Regions from separate parts of the Acanthopagrus latus genome. Here region 1 is linked to region 2. A link is a contact called in public Hi-C data. All regions are on one chromosome and are shown on one strand. The core of a region is the stretch at or near the end of the contact, and the rest is flanking DNA. Distances in the headings are between cores, read along the strand shown. Region 1 holds the start of LOC119019151 (dmX-like protein 1). Region 2 holds the start of commd10 (COMM domain-containing protein 10).

What was found. A called contact is a pair of places that touch in the nucleus more often than the background predicts.
Region 1: a contact with region 2 is called in a Hi-C map of muscle, with 7 times the contacts expected there. The contact joins the promoter of LOC119019151 here to the promoter of commd10 in region 2. A contact is called at or near these places in 3 of 4 Hi-C or Micro-C datasets (liver and muscle).

Annotation. Positions count from the first base shown.
Region 1 is chr5:22,220,346-22,224,459 of fAcaLat1.1, reverse strand. It overlaps LOC119019151 (dmX-like protein 1), which reads right to left and starts at 2,557. Exons shown (of 50, transcript XM_037097476.1): 1 at 2,209-2,557. It overlaps LOC119019153 (a long non-coding RNA gene), which reads left to right and starts at 1,813. Exons shown (of 4, transcript XR_005074948.1): 1 at 1,813-1,903.
Region 2 is chr5:21,968,158-21,972,203 of fAcaLat1.1, reverse strand. It overlaps commd10 (COMM domain-containing protein 10), which reads right to left and starts at 2,058. Exons shown (of 8, transcript XR_005074889.1): 1 at 1,785-2,058; 2 at 316-406. ap3s1 (AP-3 complex subunit sigma-1) reads right to left here. Exons shown (of 6, transcript XM_037099307.1): 6 at 2,936-3,759. The coding sequence ends at 3,631.

The sequences.
Region 1 (4,114 bases), core at 1,308-3,807, 250 kb before region 2:
ATCGCATCAAAGCACATTTGATCCTGGTGGCCCATGTTAAAATCGATGCCATTCATTTAGTGCATCAGTTGTTTTAGAGTTTATCATCTAGAGCTCTTTAGTGCAAAATAAATGCAATAAGCTTATTTACAAACTAATTAGCAAGCAAAGGAACTGCAATGTGTACTAGGATGGGTAGAAAACACAGGTGTAATATGGGAAGAGAGCTTTCAGGGGGCATTGAACAAATGGGAAATAAGACAATCAAGGTGATGCTGTATTAGCTGATGTCATGAAAGTCCAGTGTCACATTATCTCTGGAGGACAAGACTTTCGAGCAGTAGTGCATCAGCTTCTGTGCTCTGTGCAGCTAAAAGGGGGGAAATTATTGTCACCAATGCAGAAGTGAAACAGTCTATTAATATGGAGACAAGTGTATGACTGTCATAGTGAGAGAAATCTAGTCAAGTCGTGAGTTAAAAGTGTATTACGACCTAAAAAAAAAAACAATGTTTAGACTGATACAAAAATAATTTCTCTCAATCTTGACATATGACCGCGTTGCAGTGTCTGCCCTCTGCCTGCATTTTCACTTGTGCTCATTATTTTTGATCTGTTGAAGAGGTTTGCAGGTGTCAGCGATTCTGGAGAAAGATAGTTGACTGTTGAGTCTCAGTCCCAGGTCACCAAAATACCAGGTCGTCAATTACCGAGTATCTGGGGTGCTGCGATAGCTCACAATACGTACGCCATGTCTGGCTCAGATTTGATGCCAAAACGTGGCCCACTGCTGCACATCTTTCCCTCTCTTTCACTCCCTTGACCCCCTTTTCCTGTCTGACTCTCCTAGCTGTCCTGAGTTGAGGCTAAAACAAAAAATGCAAAAATAAAATCAAATTTAAAAAAAATGTATTGGCTGGTGGCTTACCAACCCAAAGCATCTATATTTGATGACCTTGGACTAAGACGCAACAATTATCTATCTTTCTACAGAATCGCTTACTGCACCTGGTGTGTTCACGACTGACAGGTACTGGATTGTGTGCCTTTAATGTTTGTTCTAGCATAGGAGATAATTCCTGTGGCCATTTTCTGACGCACTTGTAACATTTAAAAGACACATAGCCAATGTGGTCTAACCTGTCTGATGTTTTTGCTGTGCCTTTTTGGAAGCGTCTTGTATCTCCACCAAACAGTGATACCTCAGACTACCTAAGCTGTCATTTTATTTAGCCTGTGACACTTCACCTAACATTTGTGAAAGTGTTTGCCATCAGTAAGATATGAATGCATCAGACGTGCATTTACAATGAGTGAGATGTACACAAAATGGTGGAAAATTAAAAATTGTATGTAAACAGCAGCGCGACTGGTTCAATAAATGTATCACAACTTCCACTGAGGATACTGAAGTAAAGGATAGGACAGGTTATGGGTGGGTAACAACAGAAATGCCTGAATACAGTGTCGGCAGTGTTCCACCTCTGTATGCTGGCAGTCAATCAAGTCCAATGGATATAAAAGGGCCATTATTAAAAAAAAAAAAAAAGAGTGCAGAGCAGGTGTGAGTAAGCCAAGTGGGTCACCACAGTATGGGCTTACACCTCACTACAACACTAAAACCTGCTAGGTGACACTTGTGTGTCAATTTGTCTTGCCTGTTTAGTTACACTAACCTTTGCTGCAGGCACAGGTAGGGTCGATATAAGAAAACTGAATGCACACAAAAAATTAAATCCATATTGCCAGTTTAAAAGTACTGCTGATTTAGATACATCTCATTTTTGCTCAGGCACAAAGTACACAACTTGCGGCACGGGATAACGTTGTGCCTGAAAACTCTTAAATGTCAAAGTTTGACCCAAACATTCATAGAATAATCGCAGCAGCAGCAGCGTTAAACTGCCTTATGACTGGAGAAAATGTGAGTTACCGTTTTGTTTCCTGTGCTGTGGCACCTCACGTGATATCGCTTCACACGCCAGCACATTAAGGCAGAAAATGTCACCACATATGACCAACAGTGTGTCACCCCGCTCAGATAAATCCCGCTTGTAACTGAATACGTGTCTCAAAAGATTTTGATCAAACACTTCATACATTAGCTGCCCGTTTCCCAGTCCTCGAATCAGACGCTAACTTAGCTGTCAAGTTTAGCTAGCCGTCTGCAGTTTACACAACAAGCAACGTAACACATCCAAGCGTCAGAGAAAGTCATTAGCTACTTACTTTGTGGTGAAAAACGGACACCGGTCACTGCTTTCAATGGCTGTCTTTGATGAATGTAGCTCTCCGACGTTAAATATTACGGATACGGTCTCCACAGTTAGCTAGCGTTAGCGCCTACTAGCTTGGGAAGCTGTCTTTTAGCGAGCGCCTGAGCCAGAAAGCTAGCTGTTAGATCACTTGTGTCACACATTCAGCGCCCGACAGTGTCAGCTTGCCAATATCAGGAGCCTTTTAATCACTTCTCAAAATGCTAACCATAAGAAGGAGCCAACCTCTCCCCAAGGTTAGCAAATAAAACGCTTCCAAGGAGGAAGCTTTTCCTTATGTTGAAGATGTGTCATGATAGTGACTGTTTCGCTGCAATGCATTGTGGTCCTTGTAGTTGCGTTTTGACAGCAGGGCGGCAGGACAGTTTTGTGCGACCTGCCCTGCCCACATACAGACGTAGTCGTCATTCAACCTGTGCACAGGAGTCAAAATGATGTGCCAGCATCTGTGAGCTTAGTATAGTCAGATCTGTGGAGATGCATGGACTGACTTGGCTATCTACGGTCAGGTGTACCATGTCCAATAGTCATAACAAAACACTGTACACTAAATACCGTTCCCAAAGCTGCATTCATGCATAACACACTGCAAGAATAAGCCTGACTATCTGCTAAAATGCAGACAGTTGTGTTTTACCGATTTCTATACGGAAGTCTATAGAGGACTTTATTAAAATAATGACGTAAACTTGTATTATGAAATGTAATTCCACAGTAGAATTATAGTTGTGTACATATGTATGTGTTATCTGAGTGAAAATAAAAGTGATGCAATTCATAAATTATACATGAGCATTTTCCCATTCTTGTATGGTTATGTTAAAATGACTGTGGAAAAGCTGTTTTACATTTTATTCACATAGACTCAGAGGCTGCTCTGTGGTGGACAATGTTCTGATTAAGATTAATTGTCAAACAGCTTTTTGCATTGCGCCCGTGCCACTATGTGAAAATGCTGACGCAAATTGAAATAGTGTTTCTTAATTTGAATTTTCACTCATAAAACACATACAAATGTGGGAAAATTGCAATGCAATTGGAAATTTACATCTTAATTTTCAAGTTTACATGTTAATTTTCTTATTGGCCTCCATATTCATGGATTGGGGCGATTTCTGTGTGTGAATTTCTCATGTGTACATTGTGTCAACAGGTTCGCCTTACGTGTTTCTGTGTCAGTCTTAATTCCCAGAAATATAAGTCATTGCTGAACTGAGGTCACTGAATCTGTCTTTTCAACTTTTCTAATGGTGTCAAGTTTTACTCCACAACGTCTAGTCAATCGGTGTGACGTTTAATTTGAGTGTATCTTCAAATGACCTGTTCTTTAAAGACCCCACATTAAGCCTAAATAACCACAGGGTGTCACTCTTGCTCAATACACCAGATTCCAGTTTCCTTTGACCGGTGCAAATGGATGAGCTGGATCATCACTGCTGCACTTCTGATCTGATGTAATATTATTTCTTATTCCGGAGCACACTTCCTCTATTCAACATATATTTAAGCTTGTGTAAACATTTCGCAATATCAGCATTTTGGCCAATAATAACATTCAGACTCATTCATTGCAACATGACATTTAAGGAACACAGAATAACACAACATAACACTGACACTTCTAACACAACGTCATACCTAATCTCATATATCCTCAATATCATGTGAAGCCAGCAGCTCGCATCTTGATTTCTACCTGCACACTCTGGACTAAGCACTGTTGAATGGGCGAGTGAATGGCGATGGGGGTTTTTTGGAGCCTTCAAAGTCAATTTATGCATGTGGAGTTAAATGGGACAGACACTGCCCATGAATAATTAAAATGGCTGACATGTCAGTAACATTAGGGGAGGTTGGCG
Region 2 (4,046 bases), core at 809-3,308:
ATCACAATGTCTTTTGAATTACATATTATGATTGAACAAAATTAATGTCATTCAGCAAGTCAAAAAAATCTAATCAACCAGACTAATTGTTCATGGAATGAATGGCTGACATTTTTTGTCAGCCAGCTAAATCTAATAAAAAAAACCTGAATGGTCAACAGGGCCAGGCATGAGTGCACATTCATTAGAGCAAGTCTGACTGATGCACTGATAAGTCATCATGCATGCACTGCTCTCTCTGGCGCTGCAGCTTTTCTGCAAAAGCCTCAGAAGCCTCTTGTCTTTGTCACAGATAGCACTGTGCAGTGTCTGTACCTTCAAATGAAGCTTCTGGATGATGCGGGAGATCAGCCTGGAGAATTTGTTCGCATCAATTGCGTTGATGAAAGTCACCGCTTCTTTTATGCTGTTTGGAAAGAAGAGTCATGAACGTTGATGACAGCGGTGTGGAAAGTACTCAGATCTTTCAGTTAACAAACAGAATAAGACTTTACGGACCAAGCATCATGTCCTAGATGAAGATGAAAGGCATTTCACTCTAGCTGTCAGTGAATTTCAAAGGTAACTGCAATGTATATATGACAGCAAAGACAGATTCAAACATATCCCAGTGACAACATTCAGCATCAGCAGACAGGAGGTTTCCACAGAATAAATAAGACCATCTGTGTGAAGACTGAATGGCAGCCTGAAATGAGGTTGTGTGTAGACATACTGTCACACACACACTCAGCCAAAGTAACCAAACTTCATAATAACAATCGATAGAGAACTTTCAAAATCAATTTTTACAAAAACCTAAGCACTGCTTATTTATAATGACCAGTTATGAAGAATGGTGCTTTTAGGCCCAGTCTGTGCATCTTATATTACAGTTATATTTTCATGTTATATCAGATTTTCATGGCACTATAATCTGGGTAGGTAAGACTCCAGTATCTTCAGGAGTGATAAGTGACTTGAATTGAGACTTGACTTGCCTTAATTGAATAATCGACTTGACTTGATTTGCCTGATAAAAAAATGACTTAAGACTTGCCAGGGACTTGGACCCAAATTATTTTAGTCACATGTCTGACACAACTATTACCAATTCAGAAGAATTGTGACTTTAAGCCTCAGTTTGTGATTGTTAACTATTGCATTTGTACATTTTAATACAAAGTACTATGGCATTTATGGTAGTTTGTTCTGCTACCTCGTTTGACACTAAAATAATGCATCAGTTCTATAGTAAAACTAGTAATAATTAGAAACAACAACAACAAACACTAATACATCAACATCAGTTGCAACTTAACAATAAACAATCAACTAATATATTATGTGTACAGCATATTGTTGATTGTTAACAGAAACCAACGATTAACTCCTCTCAAATGTAGCGCAGTATTGATATTGTACTGAGTCTAGAAGACAACAGTGAACTGTCAATATCTCACAAGCATGTAGCTGCTTCACTCCACCACAACACAATGAGTCCTCATGTAACGTTACAATTTAACGTACAGGTTTGTTAGATGAAAGTGGAAGAAGGAAGCTACAGAGGGCTAATTTCCCCCCCGAAAAAGAGCGACAAAATCTGATAATAACGCAGTTTAACGATGGCATCAGAAACACAAATCTTCCTCAAGCTAGTTCTGTGTGTTAGCTCGTATTTATCAATGCACCTCATCAAAATATCGACAACTTTCATGAAGCTGCGTTAGGCTACAGGTAACTTAGCTTGACGTTAGTTACGGGAAAGACTATTTGTCTCGGTATTAAAGAAAGAAGCTGCCCACCTTTGTGTTTCTTTGATAAGTGAAGTCATTGTTGTCTGCTGTTTTTTTCTATGAATGAAAAATTAAGAGCTGTGTCGAAGTGTCAAAGCAGCAGCAGCATCCTCTCACTGTTGTTATTCCTCCTTCCTGTTGTCACGAGACAGACAGCGGCACATGTGACAGTCAAAGCTGCGGCGAGCATGCGCAGTGAAGAACGAATTACACACAAAAAATAACTTTAAGTGTCACTTTATACTCTAACACAACAGTGTAAAGAATAATATGTCAACCGATTTCACAGTAACTGTGACCACACAGCTGAATCCGGTGGCGCGGTGTTTGCGTAAAAGCTGCGCACAACTGAAGCGTCTACTACAAGAGTAAGTACGGAATATGTAATGGACACACAGAGCCGGCGACAAATGCGCAGGGAAAAGCGTAAGACTACTGCTGCTTCACTCATTTTGATAATAATGGAGTCAGAAATGTTGGCTGGTTTCTTATAAGTCATCAATTACTGATCAGAGTTTGTGAAGGATAAACCACGTCTGCAACCAAGTGTTCATTATTAATAAATGAAATAAATATGAATAAATAAGTAAAATATTAAACAATGTGCCATTATATTTTATTGCATAATGGTCAAAACTGCAAGTGCACAAAAAAAACTGAACTGAACTGATAAAGAAGAAATCCAGAGAGGCATAACATCTGCACAGGACTATTAACATGATCTCAATATTACTTCTTTTTTTTCTTTTTTTTTAAATATCACGGTTATCATCTGGCATGTTGTGACAGCCCTGGTGTTAAGTGAACCATGTTAACCAGATCATCTGCAGACGTTTCTTACTTGGAATAAGTGGTCAAATAATCAAAACAGGCAAAGACTTTTCACTACCAAAAATTTGACTGTAAAGCATTAGCATTTTTATTCAACATTAATACAGTCATCAGTTACACCTATTAGCTCTTTTATTTCACTACATTACCCATACCTTAAGTGAGAGCCTGCCACATACTGAATTTTTTAACAAGATCTCGTAAGTGAAACATCTCCAAGGACAAAATAATGATATGGTGTATCTAAGACTATTTGTTTAATGTACTGTCTAAGACACATATTGATAATATCAAACAACAATAATAAGGAAAAACGACAAACAGAACGGTTGAATTTCGACAGTTTATTATGTTGAAAAAGAAGAGAAAAAAGTTCATGCACAGATTAAAATTAAGAGAAATATTTGATAAGACATGATAAATCATTTAAAAATATTTTGCATACAAATAAGAAAAGAAAAAAAATCATTTCAGCATATATTCATATTTCTATCACACAGCATATCTGCAATATAATAATATTGTTGACTGATTTTACCAGCGAGCTGTAATGTATGACTTCCAATACTGTAGCAGACCTGTTCCAATTTGGTATTTGAAATGGTTTCATGCTCTTTCCTCCACTAGTTGAAGTCTTTCCCGAAATGTCACCACCCACCACACTTTCTCTTTAAAGTAAACACTTGTCAGTGAAATAATTTCAGTTACAAACTGACACAGATCAGTACTGTAGCAGCTAAACGTCAAGGGCCAACCCCCAGCGAGGCAGAAGGAATGTACCACTGATAAATAAATACTTAAATTTTTCCTTCCAACAGATTAAAAAAAAAAAAAAAAAACACATAAAACACTCTTTTTTTAATAGGAAAAACAAAGACATAACAGCCAGAACAAGGAGTGTCAAATCACACAGTACCTTCAAGATGTATAGTTTTGATAAAAGTTAGTAATTTGAGGTTTTGGTAAACAGATTGCATCACGGTAAACATTGGCTGACATCTGCAGGCTCAGGATCTCGCTGCCACTATTTGAAGGAGGGTAAATTTGGCACTTTTATGCTGATGTCACCAATGTTGATGTTTCTGGGCATTTCCGGGAGGTTCATGTTCTTTACAGCTGATACGGCACGAGCAGGTGCTCCTGCAATACCGGCCTGCACACACATACACACACAAAACACACATGGAGGGGATGATAAGATACAAATCAGTAAATCAAAAATCATGCTGTACACGACAAACACACACACACACACACACACACACACACTGAACTGTGAACATTGGACACACATACACACGCACAGTGCTAAACAGAGACAAACAACTGCTGACAAAATGCAAAAGCACTGACAGCTACTCGGACAGACAACATGTGCAAAATGTACATTCAGATGCCTTCATAGCTTCATATGCACATGCATTATTTGGTTCTATAATG